Regions from separate parts of the Arachis hypogaea genome. Here region 2 is linked to region 1. The links are chromatin contacts, called in public Hi-C maps. All regions are on one chromosome and are shown on one strand. The core of a region is the stretch at or near the end of the contact, and the rest is flanking DNA. Distances in the headings are between cores, read along the strand shown. Region 1 has its middle 15 kb from the start of LOC140179933. Region 2 holds the start of LOC112750880 (tRNA (guanine(37)-N(1))-methyltransferase 1).

Region 1 (5,860 bases), core at 1,777-4,276:
AAAAAATAAAAAAAATGTCATAAATTTAACCCCTTCTCTAAATTATTCACAAAACTTCAGTACCAATTGTATTACTTCATTGCATATTTTTTTCTTTAAACTCATGCAGTTAAATAGCATCTTATACTTTTTGTTGGTGATAAACTTAATCCAAACAAAGTAATAGGATATTTCTTATTTATCCAACACAACTTAAAATTGTAATAGAAAAATAACTTAGACTCAGTCAATAGCTTAGAAATAAAACTTTATTTTAGCCTATAAATGTAAAGCTTTTCTGGGTTGGAATAAATATTCATATCTTAATTGTTTTCTATTTAATTTTAAAAATTTTCAATGACCTAAATAAGCGATTAAATTTAGAATTCCTTTTAAGCAAATCATTAAAAACAGATTTGAAATAGAAGTAATACATTGTTGGTTAAAACTTAAAACAATTATACAAAAGACAAGTTATTTTTATCTCATAATGAGAATAATAAAGATAGAGCAGAAAAGACCAACTTGCACTATCATGTATCTTTGATTCAATTATTTAGTATAATGTGACTTGTATCTAATATTCACTATAACAATAATAGAATATTGATTATAATTTCAAAAAATTACATTCAATTTTTTAGAATTCTTTCTAATACTATCAAAGAATACACAATTTTCTAATTAAATTTGTCACCACTAAATTAATTTAAATACTCTTTCAACTTAACAAAGAGACCCAAATTTTTTAAATTTATGACACAGAAATTACATCAAAAAGATATGATATAATTTATTATTTTTTTTAATTTATCTCTCTTTATTTTTTTCGTCAATGACTTTTTTTTTCAAATTTTTCACATATTAATCTTTTTTTTTGAAATAAAAAAGATAAATTAAAAAAAATATTACATTCAATGTAAATAATAAAAGAAAAAAAATATAACAAAAATGCTCTAGAAAAAACTAAATTTTTGCTTATTCCTTAATCTCAAAACTTGGTAAAATACTCTTTTTGTATAGGTATACTGCTTCTAACAATTAAAGCTTTTCTTGATAACAAATTTTGAACACAGCAAATAGGATTGTGATTATATTTTTCTCCCAAATCAGAGTGTTACAGTAAGATAGTAGAGGTGTGAAAATGCAGAAGAATAAAATTACAATAACAGAGGAACGTGATGGGTGTGTGTTGTTTTTTTTTTTTTTTTTTTGGATAGCCACACTTATTCTTGTTGTACTAGTTAAATTAACATTTTTAATCTTTTCTTTAGCTCTAAATTTTTATCTTTGCTCTCCATCAAATGAATGTAGGGCTGGAAGTGAGTCGAGCTGAGCCGATCTAAACTAAGCTCAAGCTCGGCTCACAAAAATTGAGCTTGGCTCAAGACTCGACTCATTAACAATCGAGCCTATTTTTTAAGCTCAAACTCAGCTCACCGAAAACTCACGAGCTGGCTCAAATAACAGAAATATAATCTATAGTTCTATATTAAAATATTAAAATTTTAATATAACAAAATAAAAAAATGCATCCATATATTTAACAAACTAAAACATTAAATCTTATACCTATATATATATATATATATATATATATATATATATATATATATATATATATATATATATATATATATATATATAGCTCAAACTCAGCTCATTTAATTTATGAGCTCAATTCCAAGCTCAAGCTCGGCTCACTGGCTCACGAGCTCAGCTTATTGAGCTATTAACGAGTCGAGCTCGAGCTAGCTCATAAGCTGGCTTGACTCACTTCCAGTCCTAAATGGATGAAAAGAAACTTTTCTTCCCTCTTGCAAATGCTTTACCGGAACTGATATAGGAAAAACTTTTAGCAATATTAAACTATATTATTTGTTGAAATTGGTTCAAATAGCTGTAGCTTTTGAAAGAGCTTAGTAGCAGAAATGACACAGATATCTAACACAAGAAGAATATGAAAGCACTCATAATACAATGTAGCAGCATCTATAACAAATAAATATAACAAGTAAAGAAATAACAAGAACACACTGACATTTTAACGTGAAAACCTTTTCAATGTGAGAGGTAAAAATCATGGGCTGTCCAGACCAATGAAATAGCTCCACTATAATCAAATGAGGTATAAGAGGGTCTCAAACAAAGTACAAAAACGTGCATATAACTAGCCAAAATATCAAAGTACCAAAGCTTACAAATGAGAAGCAAGAAGATGAAAAATATCCAAAAATAGAGTTGTTGTTCGAAGTCTATTTCTCTCTTTGCAGGTCTCCAATTAAAATCTTCACCGTTCAAAATGAAGAACAAGATGAGTAGAATCTGCAGTCCACATTTCACGTTGATCCAACGGTGGAATAATGAGAAACTGCTGTTCAAAGATTGATGCTCTGTGTAAAAATAGGAACCTATTTTCTCTCTTGCGAAGCCAATTTCTCCCACTGCAAACCTCCAATCAACATCTTCACCAACCAGAATGAAGAAAAAAATGAGGGAAACACAGTTCAAATTTCAAGCCGATCTAACGGTGAATGAATGAGAAACTGTCATTTGAAATGTACTGCTTTGGATAAAAACGAAAATTCTGTTTTTTCCTCTTCTTTCTTTCTTTGGTGGCTAAACTCTCACTCTCAAATTAACCCCAAAATCTGATTAGGGTAGAGACACTAAGATGCAAGAATACACCCAAAAATTAGACTTGGATCTCACAAAAAAGAGAAAAACCCGAGCTTTTTCTTTAATTTTTGTCCAATATGAATAGCTGAAGTGCTAGCCTTTTTATCACCAAAAAATTCTAATATGAACATGCATAAATAAAATACACATCAAATAAACGTTGGTCTTTCAAATTCAATCAAATAATCTTTGTCATTATCAAAAATAGTTATTCTTTCCTAAACTCAATAAATTTTTTAGTGTAATCATTTTTCAGGTTTTTGTTGATTTCTTTTAAGTGCGAGAACTTTTTTTTCTTCGGTGAACAAGTGCGAGAACAAATATTCATTATGTTTCAACCTTTGTTCAAGTTGGGCTTCAATAATAAACATGACCAACACGCATCCAATGTACACTGATCTTCTCTTTGGTTGGGCTATCATCATATTGGGCTGTAAACCAAGATAAGAGTTTGTCTAAGCCCAATAGATATATTATTTTACCTGTGTCCAAAAATAGATTTTTATCAAGATGAATTGGTCAAATGCCAAGACCAAAAGAAAAAATTGGTCAAATGCGTGAAAAAACTTGAGAAATTAGGGTTTTTCTACCAACGCAAGTTGGCACAGATGGATGAGGGTCTGTGTCCCTTAACCATCTCTCCCGGGTTCGATACTCACTGGAGGATGGGAATGGAGCTTGCTTGTTTGGGAGGGTCGCCCACTTTGTGTGCCTCTGCAGTACCCGAGGGATTAGTCATTGGGCTTCCGGCCTGATGGATACCCTGGTGCAAACCAAAAAAAAAATTAGGGTTTTTCTTGTTAGAGTCGGTGAGTTAATAAAGGAAAAACTATATAAAAGTTTCTAAAGAACTTTGAGTTTTACTCTACCACGCTAAGAAAAGGGGCCAAAGTTAGTCCTCATTTTACTTCATAGTTACTCCGACGATCATCCGAAAATTCCGGCCATCAACATAATCTCTTGATAACTAAAGTACCACATTCAATAGAAATGTCACTATACACACTGTCATCCAGATATATATCGTTGTCATCTATCACCATGCATAGACCCTCAAAAATCCAAAATATTCCAAAAGTGTGTGTTGTCACTATACCACATAGTCCTTTTCCAAAAGTGTGTGTTGTGAGGTGTGAGGTGGGAGGAGTGCTGTATAGTGGACACACATGCAGTCATGTGCATGTTGATCACATTCTCAAATCTCAATGACAAAGACTAATATTTGGTAACCAAAATCTTTGAATAGTTAATAATGTCGCACATTTTTAAGGGGGTTAAAATTAGATTTTAGCTAATATGTTTTAATAAGATTATTATTAGTAAAAATTTTAATTTTATTTTTAATAAATATATAATAAATTTATTGAAAATTTAAATTTTATATTATTTGATAAATGATAATAGAAAAAACTATCAAAATGATATCCGAAAGTTCGCATCATTGACAAAACAAACTCTAATTAAAGATGCTAATGACAAATAAGCATCTGAAAAATTTAAAAGCACGACAAAATAGTTAGATATTAAATATATATTCTAAAAAACGATTTAGAGATCAAATTTTGATGCAAATTTTCACAATCATTATTAAAAAAATAAGATCTTTTTATCCTTAAAATTTGACAATTTTTTGTCAAGTGAATTTTCAAAATTTTTTTTAGTATCAATGACTATATTTTTTTGAACAATAAAAAGAAAAATTAAATATCAAATGTTCTGAATTGTGATCAAATTTATTCAATTATGCTACAAAAAAAAGATGGTGAAATATTTTTATTAAAAAAAATAATATTGATTAGATTTAATTATCAAGATATTATGATACATAAATTTTTACGTGCAAAATTAATACTATCAGTGTTGTTTTCAATAGCAGCAAATGAAAATTGCCATCATCAATTTGACGTCAAGAATACTTTCTTGCATAGAGAGTTGAAAGAAGAAGTATACATGGAAGCTCTCAGTTCTAACGGATTTAGAAAACATAAAGTTTCCTGTTAAAGAAGCTTTTATGACTTAAACAATCTCACGTGCTGTTTGGAAGATTTACAGATACCATGAAAGTATGGTACAAGCAAAGTAACTCTGATCATACCTTTTTTTGAAAAAACGGGAAGATTTAATCACTTGCCTAATAATCTATGTGGATGATATGATCATAACAGGAAGTGATGTTGAAGAAATTGAAAAATTGAGAAGGAACTTATTTACAAACTTCGAAATGAGGATTTGGAAGACTAAAATATTTCTTAGGAACAGAGGTTCTACAATCCAGCAAAGGAATCTTTATCTCCAAAGAAAGTACATCTTAACTTCTGGCAGAAACAGGAATGATGGATTACAAACCAATAGATACGCCATGCAAGTTAATCACAAGTTGAAGATAGTAAAAGTGCACCTAGTAGATAAGGAAAGGTACAGCGACTGGTTGAAAAACTAATTTACTTATCACATACTCGACCTGACATAGCTTATGTTGTGGAATAGTAAGTCAGTTTATGCATAAGCCACAAGAAGATCATATGGAAGCTGCCATGATAATAGTTTGATATTTGAAAGGAGCTCCAGGAAGTGAATTATTTTCAGAAGGAATGGCCATTTGAAGTTGAGGCATACACTGACGCAGATTGGCGAGCAACCAAATGATAGAAGATCAACAGCTGGTTACTTTACACTTGTTGGAGGCAACCTGGTAACTTGAAAAAGCAAGAAGCAGAAAGTTGTAGCTCTTTCAAGCGCAGAGGCAGAATTTTGAGGATCGTTAAAGCATAACTGAAGTATTGTTGATAAGAAAATTGATGACTAAGATTGGGTTTCACCAAAATTGCCAAGCCAGTTGAAATGTGACAACAAAGCCGCAATCAACATTTCAGAGAATCCCGTACAACATGATAGAACAAAACATGTTGAGGTGGATTGACACTTTATCAAAGAAAAAAATTGAGAATGGCATTATTGAGCTTCCATTTGTAACTTCAAGACAAGTCCTTGCTAAAGTTCTAACCAAGCTGAGTATTGGTGATCCCACTACTCACCTTGAGGGGATTATTAGAATCATATCATAATTAGGGAACAAAATCAGGAAAATATCAAAGAGGATTAGAAAAAATCAATGTAATTTATTAGGATATTATTCCATAACGAGTGTACTCTTAGCGTACTCTTGGTCTATATATTGGTAAGAACCTTGTAATCACATATG
Region 2 (5,860 bases), core at 2,474-4,973, 230 kb after region 1:
AAACACAAAACATCATGAGATTAACATACATGCTTTTAGATGCCTAGTACCATAACATCACAATGCTATGCCTAAAGCCCTGTTTGTTATGTTGTATAAGTATATACTACATAACTCGTTTTTATTATATCTTGTTTTGTGAGGTGTGATATATGTGATAGGATTAAGTTACTCGGCTAACCTATTCGGCTGGTATCAATTTACAAGAAGCAATGCATACCAGAGCATAGCATCAATAAACTACTACAAAGACCAACATCACTTGGTAAGAAGTTAAGAACTAATGTATCAACAATCATATTCAAGTCTTCTGAAACGGGTAAGAACTAGTGCCAGAGCTTTCTTTCCGCAATGCTCAAACCGAATTAGTTAGATTGCAGATACTAATGATAATATGAACAAAATCAGATAAAGAAAGCAGTTGCAAAATGCTTGTTTGTCACAGAACTCACAGAAACAAAAGAGCCACACACACACCACCTTGATAGCCTCAGGCAAGTCTTGGACGCCGCAACCGGCGTACCGTTCATCCAGCAACAGCAACCTCGTGGAGCCCCTCCACTTCTCCCTCCCAAACTCCTCCTCAACCAAATTCCCCAAAATACCCCCTCCATTATCGTCCTCTTCAACAAGCTCCACCGTAGCAAAATCGTTCTTCCCCGTGCGCCTCTCGACTTTCACCTCCTCGTCCTCCTTCTTCTTCTTCTTCCTCTTCGGCGGCCTCGATATCTTCGCCAGGTTCCTGAACTTCATGAAGCCATGCGTATTGAACCTCCTTGCGAGCTTCTCTCTGTACAGAACCGGGCTCAAAATGTCGCTGTCTCCCTCGGCTTGGCCGTAAATCCGTCGCTGCAATGACACGTGTCCTTCTTCTCCTCCTCCTGATTCTCCGGAGGTAACTAGCGAAGCGAGGTCGGGATCGAGGTCATCACCGGGGACGCGAGCGATGTTGCGAACACGAGGCCAGTTGAGGAGGTGGCCGCGGAGGCGAGTCTCTAAGGCGGAGCAGTGGGCAGAGGGGACGCGGAGGGCAGAGAGGTGGAAGACGCGAGTGAAGGCATCTTCACGGAGGGTGAGAAGGGCGTCGTTTTGGGGGCGTTGAAGCATTGGAGCGGTTCCTTTGTGGAGAGAAGGTCCGTATAAGATTGGATTGGGACTGGTGGATGAGAAGCGAGTGAAGGATATGGAAATGGGAATTAGGGAGAGGGAGTGTTTGGGATTTGTAAGAGGAAGGAAGAGGAGCTTAGTTGGAGTGGGGAAGTGAGTCCTTAGGAATATGCTCCCTGCTGTCTTCATTCAGAATCAACTGCGTCTGTGTTTCTGTTACTACTCCCGATTCTATGAGCCTATGAATATGGTTGTAGTTTCAGCCCAAGTGAGGATGATGTTGCGGTCAAGTTCTGAAAATCGAATTGGTCATCGAACTACTTTAGTTACTGATTTATTGGTTTATTGATTCAATCGGTTCAATCGTGGTTCAATCAAAATAATTATTTTATAATAAAATAATAAATAAAATATAAATAAACACATTAAAACATAATTATAATTTACTTTATATATATATATATATATCAACAAAATGTTAGTGATAGCTAAATTCATTGTTTGCATTCTCTTACAGATTATATAACTTGGTTTATTGCACAAACAAGAAAACCTCATTTCGAAACATATGCACAGAATAACGGAAGGATAGGACAATGCTAATACAAACTGGAATTTTTGCACTAAAAGGCCTCTTCAAACCCACACATTCAACACATTATTAAAAAGAAACACATACCTTGCATTAAATCAAGCAAACATTTCAATTTGTCTTGATATAAGTTCACTCAGTTCTAAGAATACATAAGTCAAATTCTTCAAAAAACATATTTTTAACAAAAGAAAAATAAACCAAATAAGCACTTTTACAAAATTAGCATAAACTCACAAGCTCTAATTTAATAAGATGATCACATGGGTAAAACCAGCGACACTTCAAATTCACTGTACACAACAAAACAATAAAAGAGTGCATAAAAGCAAAGTTGCAAGAACGGGACCGGTCATTGAACCGGTTGAGTAACTGGTTCAATGGTTCAATAATTCAACCGGAATCGAACCGTGGTTAGACCGGTTTAATTAAATACAGAGTAAAATTATAAAAAATCAATATATAATTTTAAATGTTTAAATTCAATAATTTCTAAATTAATAAAATTCAACATTTAATAATTTCACATAATAAACTATCTATAATTTATCATTAAAAATTCATAAACAACTTCAAATATCAAAGTTTATAACTAAAAAAAATCAAAACGCACGTAAATGAGAAACACAAAATGTTCTACCACCAAAAGAAACAACATTGAACAAACAAGTTTTCAATTATAACTAATTGTTGACCACTTTATGCTTGTTCCATCTAAATTACATACAATATACAAATTACAAATTAGTGAATGACATACAACAACCATTACAATAACTTAGTCAATTACAGTAAAATTCAGGATCCAAAATTGAATTACATACAGCAGGTCAGCAGCCATTACAAATTACTGAAATTAGTGACTTACATGTAGCAGCCATTACAACAATTACAGCAAAATTTAGAGAATTACATACAGCAACTATTACATATAATTAAATTCAATAGCTCTCATTTTTATCTATATAAAAAAAAGTGACATTGCTATACTATGACACAACATTTTTCCCCATTAACAAAGCAGCAACAGTTATACCACTACCATTTGTATAGGACATGTTCATCTTGAAATGGAAAAGGGTCAAAAAGATCATACATAAGAAAAAAAAGAGTTAATAATTCAAACAAGACTCAAGACAACAACCTTACGTATCATTTATTTATTTGCAATGCAATATAACAATAAGGTCAAAAGTGTCTACTGCTTACAAGTATCTTCTTGATTCCAGTGGAACAATAAAGTTAATGTGTGCATGAATATTCATTTCATAGTCAAGGAAGAAGAATCCAATTCAAGGTAACAATTTAAGTGACAATTACAATTCATCTCTAGCTTTTAATAGTAAAACCTAGTACGTCGTATATAATTCTCCGAAGTTTACATCCATTACATATAATTAACCAAATAATCCAAAATTGAATTACATACAGCAGCTATTACATACAGTCATACAGAACTCTTCATCAATCCATATAATTAACCAAATAAATAATTCTGCATCAATTCCTAATTTTATATAGTTCATTAACAAAATTAAAAAAAAAAATTAGTTGAAAGGGGAGAACAACTCACCGCCGCAGAGAGCAGAGAAGGCGTCCAGACGCTCGACGGCGTTGACAGAGCAGCTTCCGACGAGCAGACGACGCCGACCACGGAAGCTTCGGAGTTCAGACGACCAGACGACAACGGCGCTGCAGCAGCTTCAATCAGCGACGGTGACTTCCTTCCGCCCGTTGGAGGTCTTTCTGCCCGGTGACGCAACTCTGATGCGGCGTCGATTGCGGTAGACTGGGAGGGACGGTGACCTTCGTCGGAGTTGGATGAAGATTGGAACTTGGAACTTGGAACTTGGAAGTGAAATTAGGGTTGACGGTGAGGTGTGGTGGCTGTTGAGTGATGGGGGCTGAGGTCTCCAGTGCATCAGGGGTTGGGTTGGATTGGGTTATCGGGTCATTTCAAGTTGTGCTGTAATGTGCTGATTATTATATTATTAGTTTTGTCAATACTTTACACTTGTTTAGTTCAGTTTTAAGACTTTTTGAAGGTTCTTTTTTTATAACACTCATGAATTTATTATTTACTAGATGATTTATTATTATTATTATCTTGCAAGATTCGTAACTAACTATATAAAATATAATATCACATTTACTTAATTTTAATAACCCAAAATGGCACGCTGTGTCACAGAACTCATGTATATTAGATTATTACTCCTTTGGTATCTAATTAAAGAAATATATATATGATAATTACATCTACCAAGTGTTTTATTACATGAAACAAGCTCTATATTATCTTTTGTCTCCACCAATCACAATGTTTTCTAGTCTGATACATAATATAGATACACATGCATAATTGAACATAGGTAAAAAATTATACTTTATTAAAATAAAAAATGTAAGGCAACTATAGAAATAAACATACATTTCAATTGGCAATTGGCAATTGGCAATTGGCAGAACATAATTGATGGGACAGAAGATTTTCATTTGAGGATTTGAGATTTCGTCCGCACAACAAAGCATATATGTATGGATACAGTGACAGCGGCAGAGTTTGAAACAATTTTAGAAGGGTCAAAAATTTAATATAAATATTTAAAGTCAAATTCATCTTATGCAATTTTTTAAATTTTTAAAGGTTGTATCTTTTTTTTTTGTGATTTATTAAAGTAGAAGAACTATTTATAAATGTTGATATTATAGAAATTATATATTCTCCTTCTTGAATATTAATCTTCCTCTTAAAAAATGCATCAATTCTTTGATTTTTCATTATTATTTTGTATAAAAATTCGAATATATATCTTATAAAATATATAAAAAAAATTAAAAGAATAAATATTAAAAATTTAAATATATATCCTGTGAAATATGTGTTTTTACTTTTTCTTTTTCTTATATCTCTTCTATTTTGTTCTTCTTCAATTACAAGTTTTTATTATTAATCCTTAAATTATTTAACCGACTTGATTGAACTTAGTTACTAAAATGATTTGGTCATATAATATTACCGATTTTCAAAAGTATATGACATTATTGGCCTATTGTGGATAATAAGTCATCGATGAACACGGTTAATTAATTAAGCTTACCATAGTGTGGTCACATACAACTCTAGATTTCTTGCATGTTCCAAATATGTAATGAACAATAATCTCGTAAACAGTTTAGATTTATGAATTCAAATATAGATTTTTGCGAGTCTTGTATGGAAAGAAATTGGAGTATAAATAATTGCTGAAGAAGGAACACTAAAGACTAGTTATTCTGGATGCATTTCCATATTTGGGAGGGACCACATAATTGGAATTTGAAAGTGAAGAGAAAAAGCGAATTGTGTGGAACTTGAACGCTACACTGAATAGAAACACATACACTCATAAATCATGATCACAACAGTCTACAACTTCTTCCGTCTACGCATCTACTAAACTGTTTCAAAGCTTTGACTCCCCCTCATTTTTTCTCTGTTAAAGTTCCCAATAAAATCCATTTCATGTTTCACGTGTCTTAAATTAAAACATAACATGAATAAGAAATAAAGTATATCATGTATCTCTCAAATGTTTTATTTTAATTTTATTCTAATGTTTCAATTATACTTTGAAAGTTAACACTCTTGACAGAGATACTGAGTATTGACATTGCAATTATATGCTACCATATCACTAACATAATAACAACTCTCAGCTGACACATCAACGTAAAATTGCCACATCACTCGTATTCACCGAAAGCTGAGTCCTAAGATATGTTCTCTGAAATTTAAATATATTTCGTGGTCCCATCTTTAAATATCTTAGATGCAGTGTGGTCTATCTTTATCCTAAAAGCATTCTCTTAAAATTCACCATGAATATACCAAACCAAACACACATTAATTCCTTAAACTTCCATTCAACTTCTACACTAAGAAGTACTTGCCGGGATATAATGTGAAACACAATCTAGCCGTTAAAAGAAACATTCTCATGCATAAACTCATCAAATAACGCTTTGCTATTCAATTTCTAAACAGTTCATTTCTATAAATATCTGAGATGGGTATGAACGTTCGGTCTAGTTCTCACAGAATGGAAGCACAACTGGCAGACCCAAAAAATAATGGTACAGCCAAAGATGAGTGTTTACCATGCCACCAAGAAAGGTATG

Evidence for each region. Hi-C and Micro-C count contacts between places; a contact is called where the count stands out from the background.
Region 2: a contact with region 1 is called in a Hi-C map of leaf, with 6 times the contacts expected there. The contact joins the promoter of LOC112750880 here to the enhancer-like site in region 1. A contact is called at or near these places in 4 of 8 Hi-C or Micro-C datasets (leaf and an unstated tissue).

What each region holds. Positions count from the first base shown.
Region 1 is chr2:91,512,950-91,518,809 of arahy.Tifrunner.gnm2.J5K5, forward strand. No RefSeq gene overlaps it. Among protein-coding and RNA genes, the nearest start is that of LOC140179933, 15 kb to the right of the region's middle. Within about 2 kb of position 3,027, at least 3 of the 3 cell types and tissues checked have open chromatin away from gene starts, as enhancers often do.
Region 2 is chr2:91,744,018-91,749,877 of arahy.Tifrunner.gnm2.J5K5, forward strand. LOC112750880 (tRNA (guanine(37)-N(1))-methyltransferase 1) reads right to left here and starts at 3,724. Exons shown (of 10, transcript XM_072220157.1): 1 at 3,273-3,724; 2 at 481-1,400. The coding sequence starts at 1,296. It also overlaps the pseudogene LOC112728037.